2 separate regions of the Mus musculus genome follow, and region 2 is linked to region 1. The links are chromatin contacts, called in public HiChIP or PLAC-seq maps. All regions are on one chromosome and are shown on one strand. Each heading gives the region's core, a stretch centred on a gene start, on an enhancer-like site or on the middle of the called end of the contact. The rest is flanking DNA. Distances are from core to core; before and after follow the strand shown. Region 1 overlaps Cdk13 (cyclin-dependent kinase 13). Region 2 holds the start of Rala (v-ral simian leukemia viral oncogene A (ras related)).

Region 1 (3,755 bases), core at 113-2,612:
GCTACTGAGCACTTGTGGTTTAGTCAAAAAATGTTTTAAGTATGCACCAGATTTCCAATACTCAATATAAAACAAAAATAAATATGTCAGTTAGTAATACAGTACACTGAGTTAGTAATACAGTACACTGAGTTAGTAATACAGTACACTGAGTTAGGTATTAAGTACAGAGGAATGAAGCACAGACAGACAAATCTCAAATGCAAGGCCAAACTGGTTATTACACAGCAAGACTTTGTCTCAGATATATAATACTACTAATAATAAATGGTAAGAATGGATAATTGCCAGGCAGTGGTGATGCACGCCTTTAATCCCAGCACTTGGGAGACAGAGGCAGGCAAATTTCTAAGTTCGAGGAAAACCAGGGCTACACAGAGAAACCCTGTCTCGAAGAAAAAAAAAAAAAAGTTAAGAAATAAGGAAGGAAGGGAGGGAGGGAGGGAGGGAGGGAGGGAGGGAGGGAGGGAGGGAGGGAGGGAGGGAGGGAAGAATAGGCTAGAGAGAGCTGAATGATTAAGAGTCCTTGTTGCTCTTGTAGAACTGAGTTCAATTCCCAGCACTCATATCAAGTGGCTTATAATTGCCTGTAATTACAGCTCTAGGGGATACATCCTCTTCTGGCTTCCATGAACATCCACATACACACATGTGCAGAGACACACAAATTTAGAAACAAAATCTTTAATAATTTATGATAAATTGACTGTACATTGAAATCAATGTACTACACACCGAGTTACAAGTTATTAAAATTGAATAATTTCATCTGTTCCATTCTGTAACATAATTATTAGATGACATTTTAATTTGAAATAGAAAGCTTACTTCTATCAAGTAACTATGACTGAGAGGCCTAGGAACTGAAATAAGACAAGATGATATTCCATTCTTGAAAACCATTAAGTTCAATGAAAGATTATTAGAAAGAGTTAAAAAATGTGGAAAAATAGTGTAACATACAATACTCATTGATATTGGCAACCAGTTAAAAGATAAAATAGAACCCATTAATAATAGCTATTTAAATTGAAAGGAATTTTTTTTGAAAATTCCCTTTTAATGCAGAAAACACACATATACAAAAAAAAGGGCACAGTTCAAAAATACCAATCTTCCCAAATTAATTTGTAAATTATGCAAAAGCCCAATTTCTAAAACTTATCAGTGTGGTTCTGTAAATGCTAAAATGGCCTCCTAGGCCTATGTGCTGGAACACTTGATGCCAAGTTAACAGCACTGTTTAGGAAAGTTATGGAATCTTTAAGAGGTAGAATCTTGTAAGTACATCAACAAGGGCAGGCTCTGAGGTTTCTAGACTGCTTTCACTTCTGCTTCCCTCTCGTTGCCTCCAGTGTAAGGATGAAATGTGACCATCCTGCTTCCTCTCTGACCTGCCACACCATCCCCACCCTGCCGTCACATTCCCTCACAACTGTAAGCCACAATAATCGTTTTCCCCCTTGGTTTATATCCAGATATTTTATAACAGCAAAAGCAACAAGTACAATCAGTGAAAGAGTTTTCTCTACAGCGTATATCATACAGGAAAATAACTAAGAACAAAAACATCTGAAAGAAAAAAAGGTATATAGAAAGAATGGTTCTACATTCCTATTTTAAAATTTTTAAATTATAATGTAAATTATTTTTGTAAAGGCTGGAGATATGGCTCATAGAGGTCCTGAGTTCAATTCCCAGCAACCACAGGGTGGCTCACAACCATCTGTAATGGGATCCAATGCCCTTTTCTGGCGTGTCTGACAACAGCGACAGTGTACTCATACACATAAAATAAGTAATTCTTAAAAAAATATACCAAGTCCACACTAAACTTGTACTGTAGAATAGACTGTGATGCTGGGAGATAGCTTAGGTGATAGGCAAGCATGAGGGCCTGACTCCAGATCCCCAGCTCATATGTGCAAGGCACAGCGGCACTGACTTTAATGCCAGTGTTGGGAAGCACGAGAGAGGCCGATCCCTATTGGCCAACCACACTAGCTGACAATGAATGAGAGATCCTGTCTCAAACACTAAAGTAGAGAGCAATTTAAGAAGACACCTGATAGTGACTTTTGGCTTTCACACACACTTAGCATCCCCAATAAACAGGTACCTACATCATACATACACCCACCTACGCCCCCCAGCCCCCCAGTCTCAAAAAAGAGACAGGAGGGAAATAAAGGGACAGAACACAAAAAGGTATTTCACTCAGTTAGATGGTCTTCTCAGTAAGTGGTGGTAGGATGACTGAACACCTACCCAGACATAGCAAGATGAAAAGTATCCTAAGAATGGCCACCAACATAAAAAACAAATATATCAATTATAGAACTAAGAAGTAAAAACAGAACTATTTGTTGAAAATAATTCCCTACAGTGAGAATGGGGGAAAACACCCCTCAACAGCAGTCAACAGCACAAAACAGTAGTAAGACAAATAAATGTGACTATTTCTAAGTTAGAGAAATAGGCAGATAAATTTTCATCACTAGAAGTCCTGTGCCAAAATGCTCATGAAAACAATGTATATTTGCCTCTAATAAAATCAGTAAAGAGTAAACAATAAGCCCAGAACAGTGGTTCTCAGCCCATGGGTCACCACCCCTTTAGAAGTTGAACAGCCCTTTCATAGGGGTCACCTAAGACTACCTGAAAAAAAAAACAGATTATTTACCTCATGATTCATAACTGTAGCAAAATTTCCAAGGAAAGAATCACTGAGTACAAAGATGTTTGAATAGACATGTTCGGAAGTGAATGCGTATGGTGGGATGGGATAGGGGAATACAAAAAAAGCAGAACATCCAAGGGCCATAAAACAATCACAAATGTTAACATTCTTTCAAGGCTTTAAAAGAAGAAAAGAGAAAGAGACAGAAGAAATATTTGATGCAATAATGAGTGAAAAGTTCTCCCCTCAACAGTTACTACAGAAGATTTGAAGGGAAGGAAGGGAAGGGAGAAATGATATAATATCACAGAGAAAAGACAAAAGATTGGTGTATACAAAGAGGGAGGGGGAGATTTTCTTCCAGACTGCTTCAAGACCCAACAAACTCCTATCAGAAACGTTTTTTCTTAACTTAGTTTTGACATGTTTTCAATAGCCCCATAGCACTTCCCAGTAATGTATGTTGGCATTCATTATTCCTATTAAAAAATTGCTTGTATTGTTTATTATAAGCAGTATTATAAAAATAATCTCGTAATTCTGGAAAATCCAAATTAAAACAGTAAATTAAAAAGGACATTTTACTTAAAATAAAACATTTATTATGTTCAAAGTATCATATCATGTCATCAGAATTCATAACTTACCTTTATACCTCTTTCCCACTTTGCAAGCAACATCTTGCTGAGACATCTTGGCAGCTTGTTTTTTATTTTTATTGACAATGTTTAGTTCTAATAATTAGAGACTTCTATGCATCCAGAAAGGCTATATTTTGTTGGTGGCAGCGGGTATGTATACATGAGACCAGATACTGGTGTATTTCTCAACTACTCTCTTATAACTTTACACAGGAGCTTTCACTGAACCTGAAGCGCCCCATTTCAAATAGCTTGGCGGGCTGGCCAACAAGCTCATATACTGGGTTATTGTTTAGCAAAGAACTCAAGTCTAAATACACCTATGTGAAAAGCCCTATGCTGGGATTATAGGCACGCATGGATTTACAAGGGTGCTGGGAATTAAAACTTAAGTGTTCATGGTTGCAAAGCAAGTATTACCCAATGAGCCACTT
Region 2 (3,797 bases), core at 860-3,359, 190 kb after region 1:
CCATATACAAGAAGTGATATTGGTACATTTATTTGTACTCTGTTTATTTAAAACGCTACTTAGAAGACAGTGCAGGACCACCATATACTAGAAGACAAAGATACGTGCAGCTTAACCTGAGAATAATGCAACCATCTATAGGCCAAAACATTCCCTTAAAAATGGTGAGGAAAAAATTGGTGAACATTCTTTCCTATAATTCTTTCCTATGATTAGTTTCCCCCACACGGAGTGCCCTGGGGAAAAATAGTTGTAATGAAATACTACTTCAAAATAAACGTGCATTTGCACACCCAGCAGAGAGAGAAGCATGTGGATCTCCGAACATCAAAGTGCTGCTGATCAAAGATGCCAAGGTCACGTCGGGGTGTCAGAAGATTTCATGTATCCTTGACAAAAAATGAGCCACTCTGAGAAACCGTGCTTTTCACCTTATTTCTAAGCAGCATCAACTCCTAACTTCCTCTTTTTAAAGGCTGGGTACAGTTATCACAACCCCAAGAATATACTTGCAATCTTTTGCCAGTAAATCTCTTCCTTCTAACTCTGGATATACTCTAGAAATAAACATGAAACAATAAAATATAAATGAGTATTCGTCTAATCACAGTCCCTAAATATTTTTAACCTTTTCCAGGTCAGAATAGTGAAAATGAAATTCTTCCTGAATTTTTCCTTGATCTCCTGGAGAACAAAAAAGACAATGCAAAATTTTCATGTTCCAAGAATCCCAAAGTAACAAAACTGTGCTCTTAACAAAATTGTTTGGAGGCCTTGCTAGAGATGGAATCTAGTACCTTTTGCTTGGTATGCAAGTACCAGCCACAGTCAATCGCTTCTGGAAAGTGACTTTTCCATCAACTGTACACATTCACATCCATTCAGTGAAGAAATGTGGGGAGTTCTGAGCACTTTACGTGGTAACAGAGAAGATGAAAAGGCTCCTCCTCTGAAAACAACTGAGCCGTAGAAACATCTTAAGGGTCACAGGAGTCATTTATAAGAATATTGTATCAACAGATACAAACAGCATAGGTAATAGTACATATTAACAAGCATAAGCCAAAGGGAATGCCTTCTACACTGTGAGTAATAAATCTGTTAGTCAATTTTGGGAACGTGATTAAAGCTGTAATTTATTTACAGGAAAAGAATTTACAGAAATAAAGGTTCTCCCGGCACACGTACCCAAACTGTTTGTAAATTGTGTGCTTCCTGGCTTGACAGGTAGGGCGTGGCACCAGAGTTCTCACAGTAGCTCAAAGACACTCAGATGAGCTCTCACAAGTCTGGACGTTCTGGTTTCCATGCAAAGGCCAGTAAATTCTTTAATTCCTCCTAAGTCTCCCGACAACACAACCACCTCAGCGCCACCACGCCCGCCCACTCCAACACACGAATGCCCAAGTAAAGCACACAAATCGTATCTTCTACTCCTTGACATCTTTCAGGCACCGAACGCGGAAGATACCCCCATCACACAATGCCTACATTCCCTTCCTCTTCTAAAGGCTAAACCTGTACTAGAAGAGCCTTCGAGCATTCAGCTGGACGCGTCTAAAGACTTTAGTCTGAAAACGCCATTCCTTCCAAACACTGGCAGAGAAGCTCGAAAAGCAGCCGCTCTGTACCGGCAGAGTGGCTTGAAAGCGAGGGAGGTCGGGGTGGAGTGCGGCGCAGGGACTGCGGCGGCGGCGGCGGCGGCCCCAGGTCGCGGGCACCGCCCGGGCACAGCCCTGGGAGCCACCGGCGCTATACAGGTGACCTTCCGGAGACGCCGCCCGCTGTCGGGGCGCAGTCGGGTCCCAGCCCAGGCGGCAGGCGGGACGTGCAATCTCGGCGGCCGCGGGCCCGGCCCGTCGGACACACCCCCGCCGCGGCCCGGCCTCCCCGGCCGGCGAGCTCTCACCTGCACCGCGAGCCGCTCGACCCGCGGGCTCTTGGGCCTCGGCTGCGCCGATCGGACCGCGCTCGGAGTTCCGCGCGGGGCGCGGCAAGAGGAGTCCGGAGGGCGGCGGCAGCGGCGGCGGCCTGGGCGGCGGCGGAGGAGGAGGACTCCGGCGCTCCGCTCTAGGGAGACCCACCCTCCTCCCGGCCGCTCTGCAGCAGCCGCCGCAGATCACTTCCGGGGCGCGGGCCAGCGGGGCGGGGCGCCAGGCCGCACTTCCTGGCCGTGGGGCCGAGTACTCCATGGCGACTGCGAACAAAGGCTCTACGGGCGCGGGGGAGGCGCAGTGGTACAGCCTCCCGGTGGACCCACGGCGAGTCCCCGGGTTCGCGAGGCGTAGCCCGCCCCCCCCCCCCAAGGCCGTGCCGGGATTCCCGTGTCGCGGTGTTTTCGTCTTCCCCGGACATGGAGGGGTTCCTGGAGAAAGAAGGGGAGGGGGAGGCCGCCATCTTGCTTCTGGGGGCTGCTAGGTTCTCTTGCAAGAGTTTTCCAGTGTGTAGCCTGCAACGTGGTTTGTCGCAGATCAAGTCCGAGTTGGTGGATTGGTCGCTTGTCCTGGTTGGAGGGTCTCGGTAGCTGACCGAGTGGAGAACTGGCCTCAGCATATGGGCTTCGGGTTCCTTTTGGAGTAGACCCTTCGACACTAGATTTGGCACTGAGATAAGGCGACGGCTCCGTAACACACTAATGTCTTAAATTAGTAGTTAAACTGAATCGGTTGTTTTCTTTAAAACTGCCCACAAGTTCGAGATAGTTTGCCTAGTGTCTGTTAGCGGCCACACGTTCTTCCCTGGACTTTAAAATTCTCATTTCCTTTGGCCCCAAATGAAGAACCAACGGCTTGGTTGGTTGGCATGACTACTTAAAGGAATGAATGTACACTCAATCAAGTTTGCAGTCTAGAAACCTAGTACTTGGCGTTTGGAAGTATGAATGGAGGGAAGACTTGATAACTTTACTAACAATAGGTTAGAGTTTTAAACTTAAGTATGATCTTTTTTCCAGTACAAAAAGACGATGGTAAATGTGGATCCAAATAAAGGGAGTCCCCGCAGAACAGGGATCAGTGGTTCATGGAGAAGGCTGAGTGCCACTTATCTGTCTTAAAAGTTCTACAAGAGCTGATGAGAAAGATGAGGCTACAGAAGGAGACAGGAGTCAAGTCATGGCTGGCTTTTGTGTCTATTAAATTCTGGAAGTAGAATGGCTGGATACATCAAATTTTAAGCAGTTTATAAATGGAGGACCGATTAATGGGGGAGTTGGGCAGTATAGCAAACATAGAGTAGACAGTGAACTATTGCAGAAGAGGAAAGAGAAAGGTATTTTTAATAGTGCCAGTAACCAACCAAAAGATGATTCCCAGATGATGAAGCCATATAAGCATCATAAGCCAAATAAGAATTGTTTGCTGGGCAGCTGGAGGGTAAGAGAATTGGAAGTCAATGTTTTGTTTTTGGAAAGATGCAGGATAAAAGTGTACTTTGTGTATGTGGTTTTGTCCTGGCCATGTAACTGGGGGGTGACCTTGAACTTCAGACTCACCTAACTCCATCTCCCAAGTGCTGGTAATAGAGACTTGCACCATCAAGTCTGGTTTTGCTGGGGCTAGAACCCTGAGTTTCATACCTAGCCACCAAACACTCTTGCTCCTAGAGCTATAGCTCGATTGCGGAAAGGTGTACTTTACTGAAGAGGCGAAGAAGGATGGACATAGGTTACAGGAAAAGGGTTTCTTTAGTCTGAAGTGAAATGGTGTTATCTAGTGGTAGTTGCTGTGTGCTGGGTTCCAAGTTCTGGAGTGGGCAGGACGAGCTGAAGTTAGATATGCCATAGGTTTATATTGCCA

What was found. HiChIP or PLAC-seq counts read pairs in DNA pulled down with a chosen protein or histone mark.
Region 2: an H3K4me3 HiChIP or PLAC-seq map of bone marrow-derived macrophages shows a contact between it and region 1, with 3 times the contacts expected there. The contact joins the promoter of Rala here to the enhancer-like site in region 1. A contact is called at or near these places in 2 of 39 promoter capture datasets (embryonic stem cells and pre-B cells), 7 of 115 datasets of contacts at active chromatin or transcription factors (astrocytes, bone marrow-derived macrophages, effector CD8 T cells and 4 more) and 3 of 9 other capture datasets (adipose tissue, liver and pancreatic islet).

The regions. Positions count from the first base shown.
Region 1 is chr13:17,753,844-17,757,598 of GRCm38.p6, forward strand. All of the region lies in intron 5 of Cdk13 (cyclin-dependent kinase 13), which reads right to left. Among named protein-coding and RNA genes, the nearest start is that of Mir466i, 8.2 kb to the left of the region's middle. Within about 2 kb of position 1,363, at least 7 of the 459 cell types and tissues checked have an H3K27ac peak or open chromatin away from gene starts, as enhancers often do. A contact at or near this core is called in bone marrow-derived macrophages, where this site is marked.
Region 2 is chr13:17,942,108-17,945,904 of GRCm38.p6, forward strand. Rala (v-ral simian leukemia viral oncogene A (ras related)) reads right to left here and starts at 2,110. Exons shown (of 5, transcript NM_019491.5): 1 at 1,910-2,110.